2 separate regions of the Mus musculus genome follow, and region 1 is linked to region 2. Evidence: chromatin contacts called from public HiChIP or PLAC-seq data. All regions are on one chromosome and are shown on one strand. The core of a region is the stretch at or near the end of the contact, and the rest is flanking DNA. Distances in the headings are between cores, read along the strand shown. Region 1 holds the start of Unc5a (unc-5 netrin receptor A). Region 2 holds the start of 5330429C05Rik (RIKEN cDNA 5330429C05 gene).

Region 1 (3,831 bases), core at 831-3,330, 36 kb after region 2:
CTTAACGGGGTTTCATGTACTGCTTAGAGCAAACTACAGATGTAGGCAAGGGCATAGTACTATCCAATAAACACATTGTTACTTCCTCATGTACACCATGCCCTAATCGACAACGGCCTCCCTTCAGTGTCCAAACCCCAAGCCTTCAACATTTCTTCCACACTGTGAACCCAAATTCAGATCCAGGAGAGCACTGTAGGGGTATTAATAGAATACAGGAGAATAGCCTGGGCATACAACAACTGCTCTCACACACACACCACACACACTCACACCACATACAAAACATACACATACACACACACACACACACACTGGAGCAGCCTGTAGATCAGCTCTACTCTCTAATGTGTTTGTCTAAAAAGCTGAAGTTGGGGAGTATGATCATCTGGGTAAAAGAGGTTATAAATACACACATGTATTAAAAATCAATTTTAGGGCCACCAAGATGCCTCAGTGAATAATGGGGTTTGCTATCAAGCCTTACAACCTGGCTTTCATCCCCGAATCTCACATAAGGAGAGAAATGACAAGCTGTTTTCTGACTTCCACACAGGCACTATGCAACGCACTCACATGCACACGCACACACACGTGCACACACACACACATCTTTAAAAAAATTATTTTCCCAGACAACAGCTTCTATTGAAAATTGGTAAACAAAACCAATTGGCTCCTCCCCTCCCAACAGGCACCTAGAACAAGAGAGCCATTTCGATATGACCCTGTGCCCTGTCTCCCTGCCTGTCTGGCCCTGAGGCCCAAAATCTGTACATTCACATCTGGAGCTTTGGTTGTGAATAGAAACACACACACACACACACACACATATACATATGCAGATATACACATATACAAGAGAGCAGAATAAAGCAAAACATTTTTCATAACCTTCTCTATAAAAAGTGGGAAACAAAAGACAGACCGAGAGAGGGCCTCGTGTCTCAAGAAATATAGGAGAGCTCATATCTCTTTGTGGAAGCCAAGACCATTCTTATATCATCTGGCCTGCAGCACCAATTTATATTATCGATCGGCGCTGGAGGCGTTTGAGTGTGTGACCGTCTTCACCCTTCTCATTCTCCTCCTGGCCAGAAGTGGGACCCTCTCTTTCAGATCCCTCGCCCTGTGCACACCGAGAGCGTTTATTTTCCTTCTCTAGGGCAGCCTTCTGTTTATTTTAACCAGCTTAGGGAATGGGGGTGGGGAATAGGAGATCCTCCAGCGGTCATTCTGCTGGGATCCAGAGACGCCCCGTGACTTGCCCAAGGTCACAGAGCCAGAAGAATGTGACACTTCTATTCTACCCCAGGAGTTTGTAGCTCCCAAAACCCTTCTGGTTCCTGCATCACGCCCACGTCTCCAGCGCCGCGCGCGCTCGGGGCGCAAACAACACGACGCTCCTTACAGGCTGCGCTGCGCCCTAAGGTTGTTTCCTTTGGGCCAGCGGCGTGGAGGGATTAAGAAAGCCTGGGGCCACGCTGCTACGCTTGCCCCTGAAGCCCACCAGGCTGTCTTGGGGAGGCGGATGGTGAGACGGTGGGGGCCTGGCGGCTCCTGCGCGCCGGCTGGGCCCCGGGACCTCTCCTGCAGTCCCCCATCCAAGCCGCCCGCCAGCTGCCTACCACGGCGCGCTGACGATCTCGGAGCGCAGCCCGGAGGCAGGGGTGCAAGCAGGGACTGCAGCGGAACCTGCCTGGGGCACTCCAGAGTCGAGCTGCTCTCCGCAGGCTGGCGCTGCGCCGGGGTCGCCGCAGCCCGGGGCCCCTCCCGGGCCACCTGTGCGCCGACTGGCGGACCAGGGTGATGCCAGATCCGGAAAAGCAATCCACTCCGGGATCCAGAGTCCTGTCTCTGTCCCTGGAGACTGAGAGGGGTGGTGGGAGGCCTCCCCGCCCACTACCCCAGCTCCTCCCTGGGGGAGCCTCAGGCGTTGCCCGAAGGGATCCCCGGTGCAGGGGGTGGCCCGCGCTCGCAGCGCCGCCCGGCCCCTCCTCCCCCGCCCCGCCCCGCCTCCGCCCCGCTCCGCCGCTCCAGTCCGGATTTTGCGGCGCCCGCCGGCCCGCTCCCCGGCTGCGGGCTCCGCGCGGCGGCTGGCTCGGTGCGCGGCGCGGCTGGCGCTGCGCTCCGCCCCGGCTGCATTGCTGCGCTCCGGGTGCCCAGGGGAGCCACGCGCCGCGTGCGCCCCGCAGCCGGCCGCCCGGAGGCAGCGCTGTCCTCTGGCATGGGCCCCGGGGGCGCCCCGAGGTGGGGCTCTCGGCTGAGGCGCTGACAGCCTCTCTCCCGCCCGCGGGGCCCCTAGTCCAGCCCGCTCGTCCGCCCGCGGCCATGGCCGTCCGGCCCGGCCTGTGGCCAGCGCTCCTGGGCATAGTCCTCACTGCCTGGCTTCGTGGTTCGGGTGAGTCACGCCGCGCGCGCTCTGGGGAGGCTTGCGGGGGACCGTGCGCGCGAACGCTTAGCTCTGGGGAGGAGGTGGCCGTGACCTGCGCGGCCGACCCGTCTGGGAGCCCCCGGAGGCCAAACTTTGCTGGGCAGGACGCGGGGGCCGCCACTCGCTGCTGCGCAGCTTCCTGGTGCGCTCTCCCGGAAGCCTTGCTTCTGCCAAGTCCAGAACAGCTGTCAGCGCACGGGGCTGGCGAGTGTAGACGCCCCACGCCTCCGGGTGGGGGAAGTTTTTGCTGGTTTCACGGGCCCGGGAGAATGATGGGGGGGGGGGGGGAGCGCGACGGCAGTTTGAAATAATCCAGGAAAGACAAAAAGACAAGACTTGAAGGACTCAAGGCCATATGCTAGTGCTCAGAAAATGGGGTGTGTGTGTGGGGGGGGGGGGGGGTAAGACAGCTCTTCCAGGTAGGACTGCCCCAAACAGCCACTCACAATTTCTAGCTTGGCACCTGGCCTGTGCCCACGTCTAGAACATAGTGTCCTCCTCTGTCCCCACCACACACAGGCTTGCACACGCACACACTCAGGCGTGGAGGCATCCAACAGCCCTCAGCTCTTGCAGCCGGTAGTCAAAGCACTGGGGCCCCTGTGGTGGCCTGTGGTTCCTGGCCTCGCTGCTGGAGGTGGGAGGGGGGAAGAGGAGGGCGAAGGGGAGTTGTTTGCTGTTGGCTGTTGGTTGGCGGGCTCTGAGAACCTCTCAGAAACTCCACAGCCCTGCAGTCTCCCCGCGTGTCTTGTTGGCCACCCTAACCAGCCCCTTCATAACCTAGCCTTTTAGCCCACCTCCTTGCGTGAGAGGCCTGGGGGGGGGGGGAGGTTTTGTCTAATCTCCCAAAGCCCGCACCTAGACCGAGCTGTGGGGGTCCCTAATCTCCTGGCCCCTAAGGATTTGGCAGTGCTGAGCTTCTGGGTATTGGGAAGGGTGCCTGAGCAATTCTTGGTGCTTGATGCCCCCAGAGCCTGCTTCCCGGGAGGTGATCCCTAGGCTGGCAAGGCCAGTTTCTCCTAAGGGTGTGGATTTCTGAACTGCCAATCTAGAAAGACGAGAGCTCCGTCAAGGACCAGATGATTAAGGTCGATGGCTGGTTCCTTGAAGAGTCTCTGCGTACTGCATCCTTCACCCACCACTGCCTCGACTGCCCTCCCCATCCTGCCCCTTAAGTCCTCTACCTCGTCCCCCCTGCTCTGCCTCCTTCCCCTGTCAATGCACCCTAAATCCTCACTTTAACCAGCCCTTCTTCCTAATGGCCTCCCCTTTTAATCCTGACGAACCCTCAGATTGGGCTGCCTGCTGTTGGCTGTGTATTCATGTTGTATATGTTAGCTTTAGGGGTGTGAGTTGCAGGACTGGCCATAGTCATGAGCTGGGGGTGTCAGAGGAGG
Region 2 (3,932 bases), core at 171-2,670:
CAGGCTGCTGCAGCCCACATTCTCCGGAGCACACAGGGTCTGAGTCACCTTGCGTCCCAGCGTCAAGCAGACCAAAACTACAGCATCTTCAGCTAACACGCCAAGTTGCCAAGGCCAGCTCATCCTCTCCTGAGGCCAGATCCCAGCTCCCTCTCCAGGGACGAACCCAACACCTCTCTGCCCTCACCACACCATCCAGTCAATTTTAGGTAGAAAAACCAGCAGAGAAACCGTAACACCCCGTTTATCCCTTGAAATGCAATCAAGCTGAAGGAAAGAATTAATTTTTAATTCCATCTTAATTACTCAGAGAAATAATCTATTGGCAGAGTCTGGCCCCGGGATGCCCGGCCTGATCCCTGCCTGCTGCCGCCAGCACCTGAGGCACACTCCAGGCGCTGCGAGCCGAGATGGGGTGGGCGGGGCTGGTCGCTGGCGCTCTTGCTCGGGAGTCCTTTGCGGAAAAGAACCCTGAGCTGAAGAAATTAACGCACTGTCTCACGTGGCCTTCCTCCAGAGATGTCAGACTTTTTAAGAAAAGCCATGGGCAGTATTACTTGGAGATTTAGCGCGAGGGAGATATGCCAGGCCATTTGTCACCCTGGGCTGAGAATATGGGGCTTTCTTACCACTTTGCGTTAAACAAATAGTCACGCACCTTATGCCCAGGACTCCTACTGGAGCAGAGGAGCTGGGGACCCAATAGACCAAGCCTCTGACCTCAGGAAACTGTCGCTCCAGTTGGGGGAGAAACAGGAAAACAGCAAGCAAAGGTGGGGCAACCTGAGGGAGACCTACCTCAGTCCATGCAGTGTGGAGGGGCAAGGGCTTGCCAGTAGCAGAGAGGGAGCCAGAGCGAAATGCCCAGAAAGGGCACATTTTAGGGGCCGAGGTAAGAGCACTGCAACTCAGTGAGTGCAAAGGTCCTGAGGCAGGGCCTAGATATCACTTCTCCAGTGCAGGAAGAGTAGCGTGAGTGTGGCTGTGTCTTGTACCAGAAGAAGACACCGAATGCCTGCACATACACCCATGGGTGCCCAAGAAGCTAAGAAGCAGTGGCCCCCTGAACCGCTAGCATTTAGGAATCTGCTTGCTGTCATTCTGTCCCTTCCCTGCTGCCAAGGAATTCAGACAATTGCTAATGTCCAGGAAGCCGCCCTCCGCCGGCCCTCACCAACACTGTTTTGATGTGCTAACAACTCTTAATGAATATCCTAATGAGTCACTAAAAATGGCATCATTAGTTTGAGAACAGAACAGTCTGCAGACACGAGTGTCCAAAACAACCAGGCGCTTAGCCAGGAACCAGCCACTGCCCCCTCCTAGCCCTTCTGGGCAGGCCTGCCCTCCCCCGCGCGAGCAAGGGGCGGGCTGGGTGGGGGTTTAGCCTCTGCCTCCTCAGGTTCTGGGTTGCCTTTTTAGTTGCTTCCTTTCTACTGTTAGTACACCAGGAGGCTGGAGCTCAAGAAGGGAGAAAGATGACAAACGGATTGGGAAGGTAGGGGAGGGGCTGGGACGGGAGAGAGGGGAGGGAAGGGGAGGGGAGAGGAGAGGTCTGCTTAGCCGCTGGAGAGGAGGTGAGCCTATAGCTGGAGGGTGGCCAGGAACTTGAAATGCTAACACATTGGACGAAGGTTCTATAAAGCAGGCCGAAGGCTAAATCTGACTTGAGTATATTTTATTTGCCCTACACAGCAGTTAAAAAATTTTTAATCAGCTTCCTACATTAAATTGTTCATGTAAAATTGTGCTTGATCAGCTTCTCCCGAGAAGCCAGAAGCTCTGGTTTCCTGAGCCCACGTTCTATGGTGTCCAACTGGTTTGGGGGGAGGGGGACTAGGTAATGAAAGACCCTTCCCAGTTATCCCCACCCCCACCCCATGTTCTCCAGATCTACAGGCCAAGAACTCACTGTTAATATCTATTACCAGTTTGATTTGGTTTAGAATCACCATGGAAACACAGCTCTGGGTGGGTCTCTATGAGAGTGTTTCCAATAGGTTTAACTTGAAGAGAGAAGACCCCTGAATGTGTGTGTGGGGGGGAGCACCACTGGGGGAGGTGTCCTGGGCTGAGTAAGAAGGAGGAGGGAGCTGAGCCCCAGGATTCATCTCTCTCTGCCTCCGGACTGTGGTCACAATGTAACCACCTGCTTCACACCCCTGTTACCTTAACTTTGCCACTGCACTCAAGTCTTGAGGCAGAATAAACACCAGCTCTCTTACTGAAGTCTCATTGGATTTGCTTCTGTTACAGCAAGGTGAAAAATAATTCAGAGAGAGGTTGGGGAGATCATGGCACAGGCATCAGGACCTGAGTTTGGACCCTAGCATCCGTGTAATGGCTGAGCTCTTGTCTCCACACTCCTGAAGGTAGGGAAGAAGAAACGTGAATTTCTGGAATCCATTGGCACGTATGCCCATCTACATGAGCATGTATGTGCACCTCACACACAGAGAAAGAAAAAGCGATGAATCCATCAGCCAGGATGACCTTGAACATCTGGGCTTCCTGCTTCCACCTTCCAGAGGCAGGTTTTACAGGGGTGTGTCACCATGCCTGGCTGGGCAGTTGACATTTTTTCATGGAGACTTAAAAAGCAACGAACTATATGTCTCTAAGTTGCTCTTTCTCAAAAATAAATAACAAAGTATCAAGAATGAAATTATGGGTGAGAGTCAACTTAAGAAAGTAGAGACAACTCCCGGGTGTTTGATATGCAAGTGAGGGTGAATTTGAAGACCCCAATCAGGGGGTTCAGGGGGTCTCCCCCTTTCTCTCTCTCTCTCTCTCTCTGTGTGTGTGTGTGTGTGTACAGACACTCTGAATGAGTCCTTGTTGAAGGACAGTAGGTAGAAACCAAAGAGGTGATTAATATATGCAAAAAAAAGTTACACAGCTATTGTGTGAAGTTTGAGAAAACAGCTAACACACATGGGGTGGCGGGGAGGGAAAGAATCCAAACGTTAAAGAGAGGGTTGTCACAAAAAACCAGACCTTGCTCACCTGGACCCCCAGCTCTTGACTTCTTTTCCCAGTAGCCTTCACTGTGTCAGAAAGCTTCAGTCTGAGGGCTGGTGACTCATGGGGGTTAGGGGTGGGGTGGGGGTGGGGGATCTCCTAAGGCCATGTCCTTAGTCTGGGAACCTGTGAATGTGACTTGTTTAGGAAGCCTTTGAGAGTGTAACTGGGAAGTTTGGGATGAGGAAATTCTCATAGATTGAGTGGGCCTGGGATCCAGCGACAGTGTCTGTGTTAAACCAGTTTTTATTGTGGTGGCCAAGTGACTGAAAACCTCACGTGAAGAAAGGCTTCCTCTGGCTCAGGGTGACAGTCTCTGGCTGGATCCACTGCTGTTAGAGATGGTGAGGCAGGACAGGTGGAAGCTCATAGCTTCTGAGCCGCTCATCTCTGGGCAGCCAGTAAGCAGGGAGGGAGTGTGGATGGAAAGGCCAGATGCTGACAGTAGTTGTGCTTCCGCCATTTTGTGGGTTCTTCTTCCCCCACCCTTTTCCACCTTTTCAAACCCCTAATACTAAATAGGAGAGAAAAAAGGCTAGTGGGGAGAGGGGGCGTTGCGATCATTAGACTACTTCCTGCTTGTTAGGGGTGTTGAGTTCCTTGGGACAAGTTTGACCTTTGCCTTTACAATATCTAATTTCTCCTGCTTCTTAACACATGACTACTTAACAAACCATGGCCAAAAGCAACTAACAACAACCCTCAACCAACAACCAAAACCTCCCCACCCCACCTCTCAGGGCCCTATCATTTATATAACTGCTCAAAAGTCCTCAGAATTCCAAATGTCACACAACCACAGAAATTATCTTCAGCTGCCAAAATCACACCTCTGCTAGAGCACGAGGCAAATCATAGTCAGCTGCTGTGGACAAAATGAAGCAACCCCATGTCCCACACCCAGGGTTAAA

Evidence for each region. HiChIP or PLAC-seq counts read pairs in DNA pulled down with a chosen protein or histone mark.
Region 1: an H3K4me3 HiChIP or PLAC-seq map of embryonic stem cells shows a contact between it and region 2, with 2.5 times the contacts expected there. The contact joins the promoter of Unc5a here to the promoter of 5330429C05Rik in region 2. A contact is called at or near these places in 4 of 39 promoter capture datasets (the 3T3-L1 cell line, 3T3-L1-derived adipocytes, embryonic stem cells and 1 more), 3 of 484 Hi-C or Micro-C datasets (the N1E-115 cell line, cerebral cortex and embryonic stem cells), 10 of 115 datasets of contacts at active chromatin or transcription factors (craniofacial prominence, embryonic forebrain, embryonic hindbrain and 3 more) and 2 of 9 other capture datasets (liver and pancreatic islet).

Annotation. Positions count from the first base shown.
Region 1 is chr13:54,947,331-54,951,161 of GRCm38.p6, forward strand. Unc5a (unc-5 netrin receptor A) reads left to right here and starts at 2,081. Exons shown (of 16, transcript NM_153131.4): 1 at 2,081-2,401. The coding sequence starts at 2,332.
Region 2 is chr13:54,911,815-54,915,746 of GRCm38.p6, forward strand. It overlaps 5330429C05Rik (RIKEN cDNA 5330429C05 gene), which reads left to right and starts at 1,421. Exons shown (of 2, transcript NR_167691.1): 1 at 1,421-1,498; 2 at 2,257-2,661.